Linked DNA regions of Sus scrofa: region 1 is linked to region 2. A link is a contact called in public Hi-C data. All regions are on one chromosome and are shown on one strand. Each heading gives the region's core, a stretch centred on a gene start, on an enhancer-like site or on the middle of the called end of the contact. The rest is flanking DNA. Distances are from core to core; before and after follow the strand shown. Region 1 overlaps LOC106504348 (a long non-coding RNA gene). Region 2 overlaps CARMIL1 (F-actin-uncapping protein LRRC16A).

Region 1 (3,796 bases), core at 765-3,264, 110 kb before region 2:
TCAAAACTTGATTAAAGGAGGAGGCCACCGGTGACTTAAGGAGATGCCTGGGAAGGGGAAGTTGGTTGAGGTGAGGAAAAGTTGAAGAAAGGAGATCCTAGTGGAACAGCCACTTTCCTCCAGGAGAGGGGATTCCAGGGCTGAGGACAGAGGGTAAGTGCTCAGCTCATCTTCTTCCTCCTCCCCTTGGCTTCTTTCTTCTCTAAACCTACCCTCTCCACCCATCTACCTCTCTGTCTACACACATATCTACAGATCAACCTCTCCCTGGCTCAAACTTATCAAGAGTAGATGATTGTGGTAAATGCTGACAGAAAGAACTCATAAGAACCACATGGGCAGCCTGTTTTGAAAAGAAGGCTTGGGACCTTCTTTTCATTCTTTCCCTTTACATTCTTGCCCTTCCAGCCCTCTGGGTTCTACCTGAGGCTCCCCCGCCACTGCTTTGCTGCCACAAAATGACCAGCTTCCTGCCAGCCATGAGGGTCTACACAAAGTGACAGGAAATCATCCCTCATGAAAAACCTCAAGGTTCAGGCTGAGTCAGTGTCCTTTGAGTATTCCAGGAGGATGCATTCCAAAGGATTATTCATCTAGAAGGGAGGGAAGCGTATTTAATTCCACACTGTAACAGGTCTGGTTAGGACAGGAGCCAGACTCTCCTCTGAACTAAGTTGGGAAATAAGGCTGCTGGGCCTTTTATTCATGGCGACGTGAGGAAGCAGAGTAGAGGCCTGCGTCCCAGTCACCTGGGAGAAAGAAGAGCCTCCAGACTGTGGTAGGTGGTGTCTGAAGTCAGCTTCAGTTTCTACCTGTGCATTAAGAAGCCCCTGCCTTGCCACCAAGCTGCTACAACCACACAGCAGGAGCTGTGAGGACATGAATGAGCACCTGGTGGGATTCAAAAGCCCCCCACACCTCCAAAATGACTCCCAAATATCTCTGGGTATATTTACTCACATCATAGACTATGTAAACCATGCTTCCATGTTCCTGAATTTCTCAGGTTCTGAAAGAAGATGAAAGAAATTGTTGAGGAGTTCCATTAACTACCATATACGTACTTAGGAAACTTAAGTACAAGTGTATGTCTTATCCAAGGTTTACCTCCAAAAACAATGGTAAAAATTTACTCCCAAATATTGCTTGAAGTGAAAAAAACTAAATCAAATCACTAAACCAACCCTATCAATCACAGCAGACGTGTTTTTTTGAGGAGGATTTTTTTTTATCACCCATATTTTTATATCACTTAGGGACATTCATCTATTCTGGACTTGTAGAAAGACATTTTCCCTAAGCTTTTTTTTTTTTTTTTTTTTTTTTTGTCTTTTTAGGGCAGCACCCAAGGTACATGGAGGCTCCTAGGCTAGGGGTCGAATCAGAGCCACACAGCCACAGCAACTCGGGATCAGAGCCAAGTCTGCAGCCCACACCACAGCTCATGGCAAGGCCAGATCCTCAACCCACTGAGCAAGGCCAGTCAGATTCCATCTCCACTGAGCCACAACAGGAACTCCATTTTCCCTAAGTTCTTTCAAGAAGCAGCATTGTCTTGAGCATGCAATGTATCTATGGTGAAGGATCAAGGGGTTTTTTTTTTCCCCTTTTTTAAATTTTCTGTCCATCATAGACATACTTTTATCAAATACAGTAAAATTAAATATAAATATTAGAAAATGCAATAGATCTAAATTATATTTCTCTCTCTATATATATACATATACACACATATATGTGTATATATATATATAAATCAGAAAACACCTAAAACAAGGCTGTTCCCAGAGAGTAAGTGACAGCACTTCTTGCTGCCAGACTGGATGGGCACCAGTCTGTGGACCAGATCTTCAAGAGCACTGAGAAAATTCTCTGGACTTTGAAGTCAGGGTAAATTCTTTTGGGCCTCTGGTTATCAGCTGCATGAGTTTTCTATTGCCACATACCAAACTACAACAAACTTGGCAGCTTAAAACAACACCTCTTTACTAGTCTACACTTGTGTAGTTCCCAAGGCCTGCATAGCAGGGCTGAGTTCTCTGCCCAGAATTTCACAAGACTGAGGTCGATATGTGGGCTAGACTGAGTTCTCATCTGAAAACCCTGGGAAAAGTTTTCTTCCAAACTCATTCTTCTTATTGGTAGAATTAAGGTCTTTGTGGTTGTAGGACTGGGGCTTTTGTGTCCTTGCTGGCTGTCACCTGGGGGCCATTCTTGGCGCTTAGAGACCATGGGTTCCTTGCCCCTGGACCTACACCATCATCAAGCCGTTAACTGTGCATCAAACCCTTCTCATGGTTTGAATCTCTAATTTCCCCTTCCATGCCGAGGCCAGAGAAATCTCTCTACTTTTAAAAGGCTGATGTGATTAGGTCAGGCCCACCTGGATAATCTCCCTGTTTTAAGATCAGCTATGAAAGATAACCTATTTACAGGAGTAAAATCCATGTATTCTCAAACCCAGGAATTCTACTGGGCATGTAAACTGGGGGAAATCCTGGAGGCCATTTTAGAATTCTACCTATCACACCAACCATGAAATGAGGTTATATAATAATTCATACACCAGGAAGAGTCATGAGGGTTGGTAGAAGATGTGAGAACTCCCAAGATGATACAAGGAACTCCATGAATGGCAACACGAGTACACACTTTAGTTAGAGGCTTGACTGTCTCCATCTGCCCTCTGTACTAAAGTGACTGGGATAGTTTCTGGCTCCCAAGTAGGCCCTGATTTTGCTAACTCCTACTCACCTTTAAGATTCAGTTTGCTAACTCCTACTCCTACTTTAAGAGTTACCTCCTCTGGAAAGCTTTCCCAGCTTTCTGCAAGGGCTGAATTTGAAGTCTCATTTTTTCCAAAGACACTTAGGCATATCTGTATCACATCACGTATTTTATTATTTCGGACTCACTTCTGAGATGTAGGAGAGGTGGGAGTAGGGAATGGGAGGGGAATAATATTATCCCTAAAGAAAATTTGCAAGAATTGGATAAAAAACAGACAAAAACCCTTTTTTACCAAGATTCACCTATTCTCAGTGTTTTCTTAATTTGCATGTTCATAATAATAATAAAATACAAGTTATCAATTTATGGAAACAGATCAATTCTGGATTATTTCCTGTTTTTGTAAATAAAGTTGTATTGAAATAGCTGAACCCATTTCTTTACATATTATGAGGAACGAGTTGGCACAAACAAGAGGTAGGAAAGAGTTCCTGTAGTGGCTCAGCAGTAATGAGCCTGACTAGGATACATGAAGATGTGGGTTTGATCCCTGACCTTGCTTAGTGGGTTAAGGATCTGGCATTGCCATCAGCTGTGGTGTAGGCCACAGATGTAGCTTGGATCTGGCATTACTGTGGCTGTGGTTGTGACCAGCAGTTGTAGCTCTGTTTCCACCCCTAGCCTGGGAACTTCCATATGCCGAGGGTGTGGCCCTAAAAAGCAAAAAAAAAAAAAAAAAAAAAAAAGTTGGAAGTTTCCAGGTCATATAAGGAAGCACCTGGTTAAAACTTTTGCATATTCTGAGTATTGCAAATATGATCTCATAGTGGGTTGCAAATCTGCTGCAGGAAAAAAAAGTTGTAGCCAGTAGGGAGCGTCTTAACATTTCTGTGAACCTGAGCCTACCAGCAATCAAAGACAGAAATAGATATTTTCTCTGGCATGCTGGCAGGGCTAGGATGGGCAATGGGGAAGGGGAGGGTCAATGACTTAGGAAAAACAGCCAGGCATGTAGTCAGACATATCTCTCTTGAGCAAGTTATCTGATCTTCAGATTTTGGGGCAT
Region 2 (3,999 bases), core at 1,200-3,699:
CGCAAGAGGCGCCATGCTACATTCTCTTACGCATGAGGCTGGTGGGTCACTCTAGGCCTTGTTTTAATCATATAGGCAGGTGTCTTAGAAAATACCATTTTTCAAAAATATTAAGCAATTACTTCTTGTTCAGCCTTTTCTTTTTCCATCTTTCCATATTTCCTCTGGCTTTTGACAAATAGGGAGCATTCCTAGTTGCTACTAATACCCCTCCACACCACAAATTTTTTTTTTCCCTCCTTTTTGGGCTTGCACCTGTGGCACATGGAAGTGTTCGGGACAGGGGTCAAATTGGAGGCTGCAGCTGCCAGCCAATAATACAGGATCCAAGCGTGTCCGATGGCAATGCTGGATCCTTAACCTACAGAGTGGGGCCAGGGATGGAACCTGCATCCTCGTGGATACTAGTCAGGTTCATTACCACTGAGCCACCATGGGAACTCCTCTCCAACAAAATTCTTTCAGGCATTTTCAAAGCTTCCTTATAAGTAAAGACACCAAGTCAGCAGTTGCATAAAGAAGGGGAAATGAGGGTTGAATTGTGGGGGGAGGAGCTATGGGGTACAAACAGGGCTCCCAGGAATGATTGCTGGCTCGTCACTTTGACCTGGCACCACCCAAGTTTCTTCTTCCTACAAGATTTCCAAAGGCTGAGGCTGTAATACTAAACCCTGTATTTATTGGTTACCCCATGTGAAGGGACCATAAGTGTCAGCTTTCTTTCATGCCTTTAGTTTCTTTGTTTGTCAGAAGTAGTTTATCAGCTTTGGTCAGAACCCCACCTTCTTTTATTTACAGCCAATAGGTGAGTGAAGCCTGTACCCACCAAATAAGTCTGCAGAATGGATATGAGGAAGTAGGCTGTGTTATTTTTGATTGAATTCTCAATTAACAAAGACAGTTCTCAAAAACACTTCCTATTAACTTCGACCCAAGACCACCATTCATAAAAGAAAGTAGGCCAAGGTAGGAAGCTGTCAGAATCAGAGAGGGTCAAAGAATTGTAAAGCATCAAACAAATCTAAAATAAAACCAAGCAATCCCAAACCACACTGAGAGCTCTCTGAACATGGGTGATGATGGCTCTAGAATTTCTTTATAGATGGGGCTTAGAGACGGCACTTACATTTTATGAAGGACAGAACCCCAAAGGGTTCATTGAACAGAATGGGAGAAGTGAGGGAAAGAAGACCTGGTGAGGTGCAGAAGTCACCCCAAACATGCCTCACCTCCACTGATAATGACCTTTGATGTGTTAGGGAGATGGCATTCAAGTCCCAGGACCATCTCACTATGCTCCCGGCTCAGCAAATTAGAAGGAACAAATCAGTATGATGATGCCCTGAGAGCATCCATGTAGGTGACAGACTTCTGAGAATGAGGACCATCTAACCTCATGACTGAGCAAAGCTAATGAGCCACAGTGTTGCCCATAGCAAGGGCAGGCTTCTAGGTTCTCAGAAATAAGAGAACCTAGAAGCCTACACATTACACCAAATTAGTCACAAAGCAATGGGTAATACACTGGGAATCCCTTCTGGAGCATCTAGAAATTACTATTATAAAGACCTTTGGGCTAAGTGTCTCAGTTGTTTTATTTTTTAGATACGGTCCTTCACGCAGACCCAGTGTCACCAATAACAGTGAATCAAGTTTCTGAATGAAAAACTGCTCTGGTTCCAAAACTGAATCCGAGGGATGCTGACTTATAAACCTTAAGATATAAAGTGAGAAACTGAGTCCAGGATTAATTCCTTGCTCTTAAGATGACTCTCCTTGGGGAGAGCTGACACAGGAAAAAAAAAAAGGTATTACCTTCCCGGGAAAATGTCCTGGGACTGGGCTGCGGGCTACTCTGGCCATCTCTCTCCTTGTCCGAAGGAACTTTTTTCAGCACAGGCGGAAGAAGAGCGACTTTAGGCGAACCCGGGCTGGATGGAGAGTGTGGGAGGTCCTCTATGGAAACACAAAGCCACATGTCAAACTGTGCCATGAACTGGATTCCTAAAGCATAAGCTGTTTAATCTTTACATACAAACAACCAATCATTTTTTAAAAAAGCATCATAGAATTTTCTGGCCCCAAACTGGTCTCATAGAGCTCAGTGAAGTAACAAACAAGAGAGTGAAAAATAATTCAAACTCAACAAAAAGTTAAAATCTGCAGGTGGGAATCTCTTTAGACAGAATTTCAATGAGCTGGTATTTGAAAATTAGATGTAAGTGAACTGAAGGTTGCTTCTGCCTCAAACACAAAGGCTGTTTGTGTTTCTTCAATTGGTGACAGAAATTGTCATTACAAGCCACCGCCTTTACCTGCTGTCAAACCCTGGAAAGTGGTCCCCACGTGGTGTATACAACATATATCCGTGCCTACAGGAGTGAAGGTGCATGTACCTGCGTACAGATACTAAGATCAGGAAGAACAGCTTAGAATCATGGACTTTTGGAACCAGAAAAGACTATGTGGTAATCACTGTACAAATGGAGAAATTAAATGACCTGCCAAGCTAAAAAGATGACAAAATATCTGGGACTAGAACTCGAGTCTCTTAAGTCTAAAGACTGCCCTATTTCACTCTAATTGAAAGGATCAGCTGAACTGCACTCCTTTTTCTGCTCCATTACCAGCAAGGCAGTTCTCAATTTGGGGGGTGCTTGTGGGAGCCCGAGGGCACAGAAGACAACCTTCGGCCAGGTTCTCGTCACTTCCTACTTCAATTCAAGTCTCCACCTGCTTGACGATAGAAGCAGGGATGGGGCAGGATGCGGTGAAAACGGCACTGCCTGTGTTGACAGCCTCTTAGAAGCGTGGAGAGGGAATGCAAGGGTGTATTGGAAAATGCCTGCTGAATTCTCAAGCTCTAGCAAAACGTCTGTGGGTTAACATAAGTCTCAATACACTAAATACTACGAACTCAGTGAATGCATTCAGCAAATAAACTGAAACAAAAGCTTCTTGCAACAGAATATTGGGAATCTGGCTATTTTATATTCCGTGTTGGCAACAGGGGAGCCCAAATCCTCTACAACCTGGATTTATTCTATTCGAGATGTTTCCTTACCTCAGACACAGCTGGCCGATGGGAATGCCAGCCTGCTCCTAAGTGGTCATCTTTACTTTTTTAATTTTGAAAAGTATTTTTTTGGCCTCCATTCTCCCCACTTTTTCTGTTTTGAAGCTTTTTTTTTTTTTTTTTTTTTTTAAAACCACACCTACGGCATGTGGAAGTCCCTGGGCCAGGTATCAAACTCTTGCCATATAGCAGGGATAGGATCCTTAACCTGTTGAGCCACCAATCATTAGATTTTCTGATCCCAGAGTCAGCAAACATTTTCTGTTAAGGGCCAAAGTGTAACTATGTTAGGCTCTTCAGACCACATGGCCTTTGCTGCAATGATTTAACTCTGTCCTTTTAGCACAAAAGCAATGGGAGATGCGTATATGCGGTGGGGCTGTGTGCCGGTGACACATTTATAAAAACAGGCCCATAGTTTGCCAAGCTCTGTTCTAACCCTGACAGTTTCACAGGATGGGGGGTAAAACCAGAGCAATTTAAGCTTTCCCTGTTTGTGGTCCTTGTCCTGAAACTGCAGCTCTCTGAAGGGTCTGGGCATCTGGAGATGGCTTTCAGAAAGTTCCACCACAGAGCACTGCCAAGGGGTGAGCACAACACTGGCTGCTTTACCCATCCTGCCTCCACCCTGTAGCCCCAAGCACAAGGCCAGTACCTGAGCAGGTGCCTTGGTGTTGAATGAAGGAACCCTTCAGCCTTTGTCACTTCGGCAGCCTCTGGCAGGTTTGTCATGGCCCCTTCCTACAGACACTCTCACCGCCTGCCATGCCCGCATTCACCAGCTGCCCTGATACCATCCATGGAAGCCAGATCCTGCTGCCCTGGGAAGCTGCCTGGTCATGGTGCCACTTCCGGACTGGCAGCGCCTTACCTGGCCGCGAGGCAGTGCGTGGTTTCTGCGGGATGGTGGGTCTCGCCCCTGG

Evidence for each region. A called contact is a pair of places that touch in the nucleus more often than the background predicts.
Region 1: a contact with region 2 is called in a Hi-C map of liver, with 7 times the contacts expected there. The contact joins two enhancer-like sites. A contact is called at or near these places in 4 of 47 Hi-C or Micro-C datasets (embryonic fibroblasts, liver and skeletal muscle) and 1 of 2 datasets of contacts at active chromatin or transcription factors (alveolar macrophages).

Annotation. Positions count from the first base shown.
Region 1 is chr7:20,454,974-20,458,769 of Sscrofa11.1, reverse strand. It overlaps LOC106504348 (a long non-coding RNA gene), which reads left to right. Exons shown (of 3, transcript XR_002345597.1): 2 at 18-153. Among named protein-coding and RNA genes, the nearest start is that of SLC17A4, 33 kb to the left of the region's middle. Within about 2 kb of position 2,014, at least 2 of the 83 cell types and tissues checked have an H3K27ac peak or open chromatin away from gene starts, as enhancers often do. A contact at or near this core is called in liver, where this site is marked.
Region 2 is chr7:20,340,946-20,344,944 of Sscrofa11.1, reverse strand. CARMIL1 (F-actin-uncapping protein LRRC16A) reads right to left here. Exons shown (of 37, transcript XM_013977486.2): 35 at 3,948-3,999; 36 at 1,816-1,956. It overlaps LOC110261657 (a long non-coding RNA gene), which reads left to right. Exons shown (of 3, transcript XR_002346102.1): 3 at 1,606-1,691. Among named protein-coding and RNA genes, the nearest start is that of SCGN, 47 kb to the left of the region's middle. Within about 2 kb of position 2,449, at least 1 of the 83 cell types and tissues checked has an H3K27ac peak or open chromatin away from gene starts, as enhancers often do. A contact at or near this core is called in liver, where this site is marked.